2 separate regions of the Zea mays genome follow, and region 2 is linked to region 1. The links are chromatin contacts, called in public Hi-C maps. All regions are on one chromosome and are shown on one strand. The core of a region is the stretch at or near the end of the contact, and the rest is flanking DNA. Distances in the headings are between cores, read along the strand shown.

Region 1 (6,385 bases), core at 3,370-5,869:
CTTAGCATTTAAACTAGCATTTTCATTCCTAAGGTTGTCAATCATCTCACGGCAAGTGCTTAGCTCACTAGATAACATTTCACATTTTTCAATTTCAAGAGCATAAGCCTTTTTAACCTTAACATGCTTCTTATTTTCCTTAATAAGGAGGTCCTCTTGGGAATCCAAAAGGTCGTCCTTTTCATGAATAGCACTAACCAATTCATTTAGTTTTTCCTTTTGTGCTATGTTAAGGTTGGCAAAAAGGGAACGCAAATTATCCTCCTCATCACTAGCATTATCATCACTAGAAGATTCATATTTAGTGGAGGAGTTAGATTTAACCTTCTTCCTTTTGCCATCCTTTGCCATGAGGCACTTGTGGCCGACGTTGGGGAAGAGAAGTCCCTTGGTGACGGCGATGTTGGCGGCGTCCTCGTCGGAGGAGGAGTCGCTTGAGCTTTCATTGGAGTCCCACTCCCGACAAACGTGGGCATCGCCGCCCTTCTTCTTGTAGTATCTCTTCTTCTCCTTTCTTCTCCCCTTCTTGTCGTCGCCTCGGTCACTGTCACTAGATATAGGACATTTAGCAATAAAATGACCGGGCTTACCACATTTGTAGCAAACCTTCTTGGTGCGGGACTCTTCCGATGAAGTGCTCCCTTGGCTTGTAGTGGGCTTTTCGCCGGTCTCCATCTCCTTCTTGGCGTGATCTCCCGACATCACTTCGAGCGGTTAGGCTCTAATGAAGCACCGGGCTCTGATACCAATTGAAAGTCGCCTAGAGGGGGGGTGAATAGGGCGAAACTGAAATTTACAAATATAAACACAACTACAAGCCGGGGTTAGCGTTAGTAATAAAGAAATGAGTCCGTAAGAGAGGGCGCAAAACAAATCCCAAGCGAATAAGCAAGTGAGACACGGAGATTTGTTTTACCGAGGTTCGGTTCTTGCAAACCTACTCCCCGTTGAGGAGGCCACAAAGGCCGGGTCTCTTTCAACCCTTCCCTCTCTCAAACGATCCACGGATCGAGTGAGCTTTCTTTTCTCAATCACTTGGAACACAAAGTTCCCACAAGGACCACCACAAGATTGGTGTCTCTTGCCTCAATTACAAGTGAGTTTGATTGCAAAGAATGGATCAAGAAAGAAGAAAGCAATCCAAGCGCAAGAGCTCGAAGGAACACAAGCAAATCACTCTCTCTAGTCACTATGGCGTTGTGTGGAGATTGGAGAGGATTTGATCTCTTTGGTGTGTCTAGAATTGAATGCTAGAGCTCTTGTAGTAGTTGGGAAGTGGAAAACTTGGATGCAATGAATGGTGGGGTGGTTGGGGTATTTATAGCCCCAACCACCAAACTTGACCGTTGGCTGGGTCCTCTGTTCGATGGCGCACCGGACAGTCCGGTGCACACCGGACAGTCCGGTGCCCCTGCCACGTCATCACTGCTGTTGGATTCCAGCCGTTGAAGCTTCTGACTTGTGGGCCCGCCTGGGTGTCCGGTGCACACCGGACATGCACTGTTCCTTGTCCGGTGTGCCGGAGTGGGCGCGTCTGCCATCTGCGCGCGCAGAGCGCGCATTAAATGCGCGACAGAGAGCCGTTGGCGCGGAGATGACCGTTGCTCCGGAGTCGCACCGGACAGTCCGGTGTACACCGGACAGTCCGGTGAATTATAGTGGACGAGTCGTTGGCTTTTCCCGAAGCTGGCGAGTTCCTGAGGCCGACCTCCTTTGGCGCACCGGACACTGTCCGGTGTACACCGGACAGTCCGGTGAATTATAGCGGAGTCGCCTCTGGAAATTCCCGAAGGTGGCGAGTTCGAGTGGGAGTCCTCTGGTGCACCGGACACTGTCCGGTGGTGCACCGGACACTGTCCGGTGTACACCGGACAGTCCGGTGCTCCCAGACCAGAGGGCCTTCGGTTGCCACATTGCTTCTTTGTTGAATCCAACACTTGGTCATTTTATTGGCTAAGTGTGAACCTTTTACACCTGTATAACTTATGCACTAGAGCAAACTAGTTAGTCCAATTGTTTGTGTTGGGCAATTCAACCACCAAAATTATATAGGAACTAGGTGTAAGCCTAATTCCCTTTCACCATGCGAATTTGGTGGAAACCAGCACGGAGATCCAACGTTGAAAACCAGGCAGCCCCATATAACTCGTCGAGCAGTTCATCCATAATAGGAACAGGAAACCGAGTTTTCACAGTAAGAGCATTTAGATGTCTATAGTCAACACAAAAGCGGTAGGAGTCGTCTTTCTTCTTAACCAAGATTACTGAAGAGGAGAACTCACTGTTGCTGTGTTGAATAATGCCTGAAGATAACATCTCTTGGACTTGGCGCTCGATTTCAGTCTTCAACGCGGGTGCATATCTGTATGGTCTCACATGAAATGGTTGAGCACCAGGTAGAAGAGAGATATGGTGATCACAATCACGGACAGGTGGTAGGCCAACAGGAAGAGCAAACACAGATTGGAACCTTGTAACCAATGCTTGTAACTCGGCGGGCAAGGTGGAATACACCGACTGATCCTTATCTGTCAAATCTGATAGCTGACGAAGCTCAATAACAGCATTTTTCCCTTTTGCAGACTGGAGACCAAACAATTTAACTGTGGAACCGTTGTACGGTATCATCAACCACTTTTCTGCCCAATGCACCATCATAGGGCTGAATTTTTCGAGCCAATCCATACCCAGTATTAAGTCATATTTCTGCAATGGTAGCACACGCAAACTAGAAGTGAAATCACACCCGGCGAGGGACCAGACGGCATCAGCAAGTTCGTGAGTGCATTGCATCTGAGCTCCATTTGCTACTTGTACTGTCAAGGGCTTTTGCAGAAGAATGAGGCCCCGGACATGAGCAGCCACTTGAGTACTTAAGAAAGAATGAGAACTCCCTGAATCCAATAAAATCAACAACTCTAGGCCTTGAAGCTGACCCATGAACTGTACTGTTTTTGGAGCAGCCACTCCCTCCATAGCTGCCTGAGAGAGACAAATAGCATTCAGTTCTTCAGAAGTGCCTTCATCCTCATTGACTGGAAGCTGAAATAGTTGCCAGAGTTCATCCACAACGTGTAGCTGCACTGAATCGGCACAGCGGTGACCTTTAGTGTATTGGAGACCACACTTATAGCATAATCCCTTGGCCTTACGGTAAGCCATCAAGGAAGCAAGCTTGTCATCCGTTGAGTGTGACTGAGGTGCACGAGCAGGAGTAGACTCATCATGCTTCAATGAAGACGCCCTGGGGGGTAATGGCAACGGAAAATGAGTCTTGGAGAAGGACTTTGACGTAAATGAATTGTCCAGCTTCCTTGAATCCCGACGCCGATCACTGACCTCCTCCTGCAATTGAGCCAAAACAAAGGCAGTATCCAAATCCTTTGGGCGTTGAAGCGTAACAACAGATTTAATATCATCTTTGAGACCATCAAGAAAACGCATAATGTAGAACACTGGATCAGCAGTAGGATTATATGCACGGAGTTGATCTATGAGCTGAGAGAAACGCTCAACATAATCGGATACTGTACTGGACTGACGAATATGAAAGAGGTGTCTAATGTGGACTTCGTGTTGATCCTTGCCAAAACGGTCAGCTACCATCTGTCCAAACTCTAGCCAAGTGACATGATTCAGGTGATACTCTATGGATTGGAGCCAACGCGCCGCAGCGCCAGAAAAGTGCATGGTTGCTATTCGTATCCAAGCGCGAGGATCAACTGAATACATGGAAAAGTAATCCGCACATCGTTTTTGCCACAATTTAGGATTGTCACCATCAAAAGTGGGGAAAGGTACTTTAGGTAATTGACCCAGCAGGGGAGCAATTGACTCATGCATAGTGGCGTCAAAACGGTCATGCCAATTTGGTTGAACAGCATGTTGATAGGGATCAAAAGCAGGGTGCGTACCATTGGGCGGGAGTAGGCTATGGGTATAGATGTACCCATGGCTGTCCTCCCGACGTTGGTGAGCATCGCGGTGCCCAGTGGGGCCGTCGACGAATGCCGTGGGAGCAGGCTGGCGCTCCACCGTCGACGCGTACGGACCCAGAATGCCCGGACGAAGTGGAGGCGACGGTGGTTGGAGACGATCCATGCGATAGCCCAGCTGAGAGATCTCAGCACGGAGCGCGTCGACGGACGTCTGGATCCCGCGCGTGGAGTGGTCGACGCCGGGTCTCCAAGCGTCGAGCGACGACGTGACCTGCTCCAGCGCCTCCACGCGCGTGGACAGGGCTCCATCGACCGCATCGATGCGCTCCCACGTTTGAGATTGAAACTGGGTCACCTGATACTCCACTTGTGACGACAGCTCCATCTTCAACTCGCGGGTCAGATCCGCACGGATCGACGCCGGATCGGCGGCGGCCACCGCCGAGGTGAGAGTTGCGATGGCGTTGGCGTTGGCGGCCACAGAACGCTGAAGCACTTCCCAGTGGTTATCCTGGGCCTCCATCCGGTCACAGATCTGTTGGAGCAACCGCGATTGTGTAGCTAGGGTATTCGCCTGCGCCTCCATTGCCTCCGTGAGATTGGTGTTGGTGGTGCTGCCCATCGTTGCGGACTGCGTGCTCAGGAATCAACGAGAATCTGATACCAATTGTTATAACTACTCTACTGACGCATGATAATTCAATTTTACACTAGCAAACGTCAAATTAAAAAGATCAGAGAGAGTACGAAACAAGATATTCCATACAACCATCTAATACCATAATCACCAAATAAAATTTCAAAATGTTGCGACCAAATAAACAAGATCACATGGCTAGAAATTAAGTTTGAGATTGAGCCTATGTGGAAAGAGCTTTCTCATCTATGAATATCATTAAAACTAAGTTGTAGAATAAGACAGGAGACGAATGGCTTAACCATCGTATGATTTCCTTCAAGTCGCGTTCTTAATATGGTTCTGGAGCAAAAAAATATTGATGTTGATGTTGACATGACACATTTAGAAAGTGCTACATTATAACTTGTATGTCATCTTTAATATCTATGACAAACATTGTTTCGTCGTACAATTTTTCTTTATATGCTACTATTAGAGTTTATGATCGCTTCGGCCCGGGTCTTGACCAATTTCTGGGTCCGCCACTGGGGGTGGTCAGCAGTCAGCTTGAGGCCTTGTTCGTTTCTACCGGATTGGTGGGTCGGAATGATTCCTGGCCGGATTGTTTCTCTAATTTATACAAACTTTGATTAGCTGGAACGATTCCGGGTGTAATCCGACGGAAACGAACAAGGCCTGAGGCTGAAAGATTTGAAAAGCTACGGGTTTCCGGCCTACGATTCGTTGTTCCCATTCAGCCTCAATCGGGCTTTCCGGCCGCGAGCATTTGGCCGCGTTCAGTTTGGGGTGTATGCTTAAAGTTCTGGACGGGACGGAACGGAACGGTTTCCATCAGTCGCTACGGGTTCACAGCCGTCAAACAAGTGCTCTTGATGTTGAAACAAACGGTTGCCGATTTACAACAATTTCCAAATCCAACCGACAAAATATCAATTTATATATATTGCTGTCTTGATTTACAATAATTGGTACATCAAACAAGCGCCCTTGATGTTCCAACCAAAAATGAGGAAAAAACATTACATCTGATTTCTGAAGCAAACCCTGTGTCATTGATTTCTGACCTTCCGAAAACGACAGGCCATCATCAAGTCAAGTATAGACAATATCCAATAATAGTCTTGACTCATCCTATCGGATATGTTTGAAGCTGTTGAACATCCCAGTGTGGGAAGCTTTGGCTGCAGGCTTGGGCGTTTCAGGGGTTCCAAAAACGTTCCAGAACCGGAGGGTCTCGTCAGCAGCAGCCGACGCTACTGTGCATCCATCAGGACTCTGCAGTTTAACCAGCAAGAACTATATAAGCAATGTTCTCACACTAGCATAGCATGCATGCACTCAATGCAGATAAGCAACTGTTAACTAGTCTGAAGAATTTCACCTGAGCCATGAAGAGGACGCGAGAGGTATGGCCATTAAGTTCAGCCATCTTCACCATCGATGGGTACTTCCACAAGGTGAGTTGGTTCTGTGTGAATCCATGTGAGCTCAGCAGCTCCCTCTCGTTCTTGTTCCACAGCAGAGCGCACACCTGTGATCCGGTATCAACCGAGTTCAGGCACACACCGGTGTGCGTGTTCCAGAACTTGATGCAGCGGTCGCTGCCACCGCCGCCGGTGGCCAGCAAGTTGCTCTGGAACGGGCACCACGCGAGTGCCTTCACGGCGGCCATGTGGTCCTCGAGCCTATGCAGCCACTGGTTGCGGCCAGCAGATGGCATGGATGATGCCATCGACACATCCCAAATGTGCAGAAGGTTGTCGTTGCCTCCGCTGGCCAGCTGCTGCCCTGATCCGGACCACTTGAG
Region 2 (6,203 bases), core at 3,582-6,081, 640 kb before region 1:
GGTGGAGTTTGATTCAGGAGCTAAAGTAAAATTAGCGTCTAAATAGTTGTTTGGTTTAGGTAATCTTAAGTAGACAACCCTTGTTATGATTCAGGGTAGTTTATCATTTAGTAATTTGAGGTTTGGTGTGGCGTTTGATCTGTACGAGGGAGTAATTTACAACATCAAATTAGTACCATTAAATTACATCAACAAATTAGTACCATTAAATTACAACATCAAATTAGTACCATTAAATTCTCCATGAAATATTTATCGATAATACATGTATTTATAAAATTTAGTACCATTAATACATGTCACTATATTTTTCTGGTCAAAATTAGAAAAATTTGACTTAGAACAAAGCTAAAGTAACCTTTAATTTTGATTGAATAGTGAGGGGGAGTAGCACTTAGGCCTCATTTAGGTCCTCTGGCATCTAATAGTTAGCTAATGATAACTAATACTTTACAGCTAATATTAACCAACTAACTATTAGCTGGCTATACGTTATTACATCAGTCGAGTCATGTTCGGATCTACGAGTTAAAAGGTGGTTGTATCTTTTCTTCACCTTTTAAAGGCTATTGGTAGAATACGAGAATAGAGGCTTGTGGGAGGACAAAAGTGTTGTTACATTAAACTCAATGATTCATACTTGGGATAAGCACTACAGAAAAGTTGCTTCTTTGGTTCATGATGGAGGAATTCCTCTATCGGCTATGACTGAAGATGAAATGTTGTCTTCATGTATAAAGATGTCAAGTTTGTTTCTATATCAGTTTAGTTGTGATATATATGTGAGTGGTAAATTTAGATATGAAAGCCTGTTGGTGTGTTGCTGTTTCTGATCACGAGCTGTGGATATCTCTATATGTACATGGCTCTCTTTCATGAAGTCAGAGAAATGTCTTTCATCTATATTACTGTTTTAGACTTCAAAGAATTCGCGTTGATTGAACTTAAACCTTGTTTATTGTCCTATACTTCTAGCCAACAAGACTTGGCGTGGATTGAACTTGAATCGACGAGCTCTATGCCGGTTATCGCTCTTCTAAACAATTCAACCAGTGCACCAAAACTAGCTTCTTTCTTCCTTGGTCCGTTGAATGTTCGTACTCTAGGAACATTATTTATTATTAGTGACAATTAACTAAATTTCCGATTTTAATATTGTTGTTCCATTAAATTTACAGGGTAGATGGAAATTGTGGTCATCAACAGCTCTAGCACACACCCAGAGTGCATTGAAATGGGTTGTTTGTAATTTTTATGTACGAACAATTATGAGTTCTTTATCTTTTACATTTGCCTTAATATTCAAAGATTACCACTGAAATATGTCGAATTAATATTATTGAACATGTTTGAACAACTATATATCTCAATTAAACAGAGTTTACCTATGTGATATATAGAATCCGTAGCAACGCACGGGTACATGACTAGAATCTGGTCCTGAATGACAGGAAGAATGAGGGGCAGCAGATTCATCGACTCGGACGTACACAAGTGTGACCCGTCGATTGATAACATCAGTAAACAATGACCTATGCGTGCACAAGTGTTACCCGTTGTAACGCACGGGCATATACCTAGTATATATATATAATACATTTGAGAAAGAGGTGTGTCATTGTCTCCTCTATTTGTATAATACATTTTTCACACGTGTAAGTGTTCAGCTCCATGTGCCTTCTCTTTAGCATGCCTTTTATGTTTAGCCGATCTTGCAAAATTAGCTAGAACAACATATTTTGCTTAGTTTGACATTTGGAGTGCCACAGCCACGCAAATGTTACGGGGCAAGGGGCATTTATCAAGTGCTTGAACCAACGGTTCACGATTGTCTTTCATCGTGAGATAACCACACTACTCGATCAAAACTCAAACGGCCGCGGACTTCCGGAGCCCCCTTGCCAGCCGTTGGTCCGGTGTCAATCGCGTGTGGGATGTCATTATAGATGGGCAAACGGATGGCCCGGCCTGCCCCGGCACTGACACGGCCAGGCTTGGCACAATAAGGGCATGGCACGTTTGGTCCATTTAACAAGTGTGTCGTGCCGGTAGGGCACTAGTGACTGAAACCAGGCTCAAACACGGCACTAAGGCTTCTTAGCCGTGTCGTGCCGGCACAGTAGGCCCGGACAACCCGCAGTGACAAGGCCGACCGAGTATTACACCATAAATCATCATCAAACTTACCATAAGCATGTACATTCACAAAAAACACAGTTAAATCATACTAAATAACTAATATTGAGCTCTTTAGTGCAATGACTGCTTTATTAAAAACCTATCTAGGTAAAAACCCTCCCTTGTGAGAAAACCCTAGATAGGAAAAAAGAGTATAACCCACAAGTCATTTAGTGTTCTTACATATATCACATTGTTCAGAGTTATAGTATAATTACAGGCACACAACCATAGTTCAAAGTTCAATCTACCTAAATATGATCAGTCATCCACATGTGGATTTGGATCAGCAGGTGTCTGAGATTGAGATGCATGAGAGGACCCTGGAGTGTCAACTGTAGAGATGGCTAAACGGGCCGCCCACCCCGCGGGGCACGGTTAGAAAACCGGACCGGGCTGTCTAAGGCCGCGGGCTCGTTTTCCTGTCCGAGTCCGGCCCGCAAAGGGCCTAAATGGGTCGGCCTGGCCCGTTTAGCACGGGAAAAAGCGGGCCGGTAAGCACGTTTTAGTGCAAAAGGGTGGGCTTAACGGGCTTAGAGTTAAACGGGTCGTGTCGGACTAGCCCTCCGTGCCTAGTTTCCTGTCCGAGCCCGGCCCGGGCCCGCATAGAACCGGGCTTCGTGCCGGGCTCGGATCAGGCCAAAACAGCGGGCTTCGTGCCGGGCTCGCGGGCCTTGTGCTTATTGACCATCTATAGTCAACTGGAACTTTGCACTTAGCCTGACACCTTACCCTCACACCATCAACAACCTTATATATCTTGTCAAAATCATTCCAGACATCAGATGTGTAAGTTCTATTTCTTACCCGAGAACTAGTAGGTGTGTCTGTCCCCTCAACCTCTTTCCACAGTAGGGTTAGGATCTATATTGTTGGGCTCCGTTGAAGAACTGCAGCCTCACTGCCGCCAGTTTGTCCAGCCACGGTGTCGTCGTCGGCCATCAAGCACAGATCATAAGCACATAGCACCAGATTAATAACTTACCAAAGCCGGAGCACCAGATCGGTCCCTCACGGCTACAATCACATAACAAGAAGGCAATATAATAGATTAGGGTTGAACACAGGTTACAACTCACAAGCACATATCATAAAACAAGCATCGGATTAATAACTTACCAAAGCCAGAGCACGAGATCGGTCCCTCATGGATCCAATCACAGAACAAGAAGGCAGTATAATAGATTAGGGTTCGAACACAGGTCACAACTCACAAGCACAGATCACAAAACAAGCATGAGATTAAAAATTTACCAAAGCCAGAGCACCAGATTGGTCCCTCACGGCTCCAACCTTCAATCACAGAACAAGGCGACATAATAGATTAGGGTTCGTCGGTTGGAACAAGATCCAGAGGCGACAAAGACAAATTAGAAGCACAAGCAAAATATTAGCAACTTACCAAAGCCGGACAGGAGCACCAGATTGGTCCCTCACGGCTCCAACCTTCAATCACAGAACAAGGCGACATAATAGATTAGGGTTCGTCGGTTGGAACAAGATCCAGAGGCGACAAAGACAAATTAGAAGCACAAGCAAAATATTAGCAACTTACCAAAGCCGGACAGGAGCACCAGATCGGTCCCTCATGGCTCCAACCTTCAATTCAATCACAGAATAAGGCACTAGAATAGATTAGGGTTCGTTAGTTTGACCACAGATCTAGAGGCGACAAACACAAATCAGAAGCATAAGCAAAAAGATTAGCAACTTACCAAAGCCGGAGCACCAGATCCAACCCCGACGGCCGACGACACGATGATTAGGGTTAAAACACAGTTAGGGTTACACATCGACGCACCGTTACAGGGAGCCATAGAGGATCAACACAACCGAAGTTGGAGGGAGACCAGAAGAAGAACAGAAGTTCAAGATCAGAGCACCAAACTTAGGGTTTGGAACTAGATCTAGAGGCGACATGAGCAAGAGAGCATAACCTGACCAGAGGATCGTGTTACCAGTAGAGGCGCTGGAGAGCCAGAGGACCAAATGAGGCGGCGGAGAGGCGGTGAGGGAGACGACGGAGGCGGCGCTTTCCAAATCACTGGAGGGCGGAGCCGCGGAGGGTTCGAGAGAGAATGAGTGAGAGAGACACTGAGAGTGAGAGGAGACTTGGGCGATGGGCCGCGCGGGGGGTATGTGATATTAGAGGCGTGACTAACCGTGCTTAAACCTGATCGTGCTATGCTCGTGCTGGCCCAGCGTGTCCCTAGTCGGTCCAAACACGACACTAAGGTTCGGGCCGTGCCGGCGCGGACCCGGAACCAATCAATGCCCTGCCGTGCTTGGTCACTATGGGCCGTGTCGTGCTGGCTCTATAGATCATAGATGTCACCATGTCATCGAACCGAGCGGGCGACGACGATATAGATGGCCAAACGGGCGGCCCGGCCCGGCACGACCCTGGCACGGTCAGGCACGACACAGTTAGGGCACGACCCATTTGGCCCGTTTAATAGTCGTGCCGTGCCGGCACGGTACTAGTGCCTAAGCCCAGGCCCAAGCACGGCACTTAGCCTTCTTAGCCGTGCCGTGCCGGCACGGTAGGCCCGTAGTGCTAGGGCCGGCCCGAGCACTACACCACAGAATTTTAGTCAGACATTCACAAATACAGTTAAAACATACTAAAATAGCTAATATTGAGCTGTTTAGTGCAATGACTGCCTCATTAAAAAGCTATATAGGTAAAAACTCACCCTTGTGAGAAAACCCTAGATAGAAAAAAGCACAACCCACAGCTCACTAGTCGTGCTTGGGTCTAATCATGCCTAATCGTGCTTAATCGTGCTTTAGAGCTAATCGGGTCGTGCCCGTGCCGGTCCAGCGTGCTCGGCACTTGGCCCAGGCACGGCACTAGCCATAGGGCCGTGCACGGGCCCGCCTCCACCCGTGTCGTGCCGTACCCAGGCACTACGGGCCATGCCGTGCTCCGGACCGTCCGGATTAGCCGGCACTATTGCCCTTCTATAGGCGACGGAGATGTCAGGGAGACAGCGAGGACGAGGAGCCGGGTCCTGGTGGTCGGCGGCGCCACCGGCCGCCTCGGCGTAAGCGTCGCTCGGGCCAGCCTCGCCGTCGGCCACCGAACCTTCGCGTTCGTCCGGCCCCACCAGGCCACCACTTAGCACGCCCCGACTCTCCTACTTGCTCGTAGCCGCTGACGCCACTCTGCTCGAGGTAAATGCGTGGCACCCCTAGTCTCCTCCACTAGAGCGTAATTCAGTTAGCTAAGTGGCTTGGTTCACTTGAAAATTACACGAGCCTGCTCCAGGCGGTGCGGCAGGTGGACGTTGTCATCTACGCGGTGCCCACGAAGCAGGCGCTCGAGCAGAAGCCCCTGCTTCGGGCTATAAAGGAAGCTGGATGCGTGAAGGTGAGCTACTGAGCTGGAAAGCCACGATACATTTCCATTCGAGGGCTTGTTCGGTTAGGGGTGGATTGAGGGGATTGAAGCAGATTAAATCCTAACTTGGTTATTAACTTATTAGTACTTTTCTATGAGTCTACTGTCATGACATATCAGAAGGTTCAGCGCTGAAAGCAAATGATTTCGAAATGTGAACATTCAACCAAGTAGTGTTGAATAAAGCAGCTCGGTTTATTTTTTTCCTCCTTCAATGATTGATTAGTTTTCTTTTGTAGCTAATTGATAGACGATTGATTAGTTTTGTTTCTTAGCTAATTGGTAGTTGATTGATTAGTTATTTACTAATCAATAGCTGATTGAATAGTTTGCTTTTGAGGCTTTGTAATTGTGTATATAAACATATCATTAGAATACACCTATCACAGCGGTGTAGTTTGGCAGCGCCAAAAACTCATTGTGTCCTTCTAGTGTTCGTGTTGAGTTTTGTGAGCGTTTGGGTGATCCAGGGATCATCTTCTTCGTCTTCGAAAAGGCGCACCGACGAGTAGAAGGCTACACCTGCTATCGTTGCCAGGGTCATGCTTGCAATCATGCAACATCGCTGTCAAGAGACGGGGAGCAGCTCTGCCAATGGCGACTGACTGTGGCTTGGTGATCC

What was found. A called contact is a pair of places that touch in the nucleus more often than the background predicts.
Region 2: a contact with region 1 is called in a Hi-C map of leaf, with 9 times the contacts expected there. The contact joins the promoter of LOC103653964 here to the promoter of LOC109943284 in region 1. A contact is called at or near these places in 4 of 25 Hi-C or Micro-C datasets (endosperm and leaf).

The regions. Positions count from the first base shown.
Region 1 is chr4:164,401,178-164,407,562 of Zm-B73-REFERENCE-NAM-5.0, reverse strand. It overlaps LOC109943284, which reads right to left and starts at 4,619. Exons shown (of 1, transcript XM_020546200.1): 1 at 2,068-4,619. The coding sequence starts at 4,560. The coding sequence ends at 2,068. It overlaps LOC100285215 (cell division cycle protein 20), which reads right to left. Exons shown (of 5, transcript NM_001413478.1): 4 at 5,960-6,385; 5 at 5,455-5,853. The coding sequence ends at 5,710.
Region 2 is chr4:165,042,972-165,049,174 of Zm-B73-REFERENCE-NAM-5.0, reverse strand. It overlaps LOC103653964 (Replication factor C subunit 3), which reads left to right and starts at 4,831. Exons shown (of 12, transcript XM_035967380.1): 1 at 4,831-5,355; 2 at 5,450-5,551.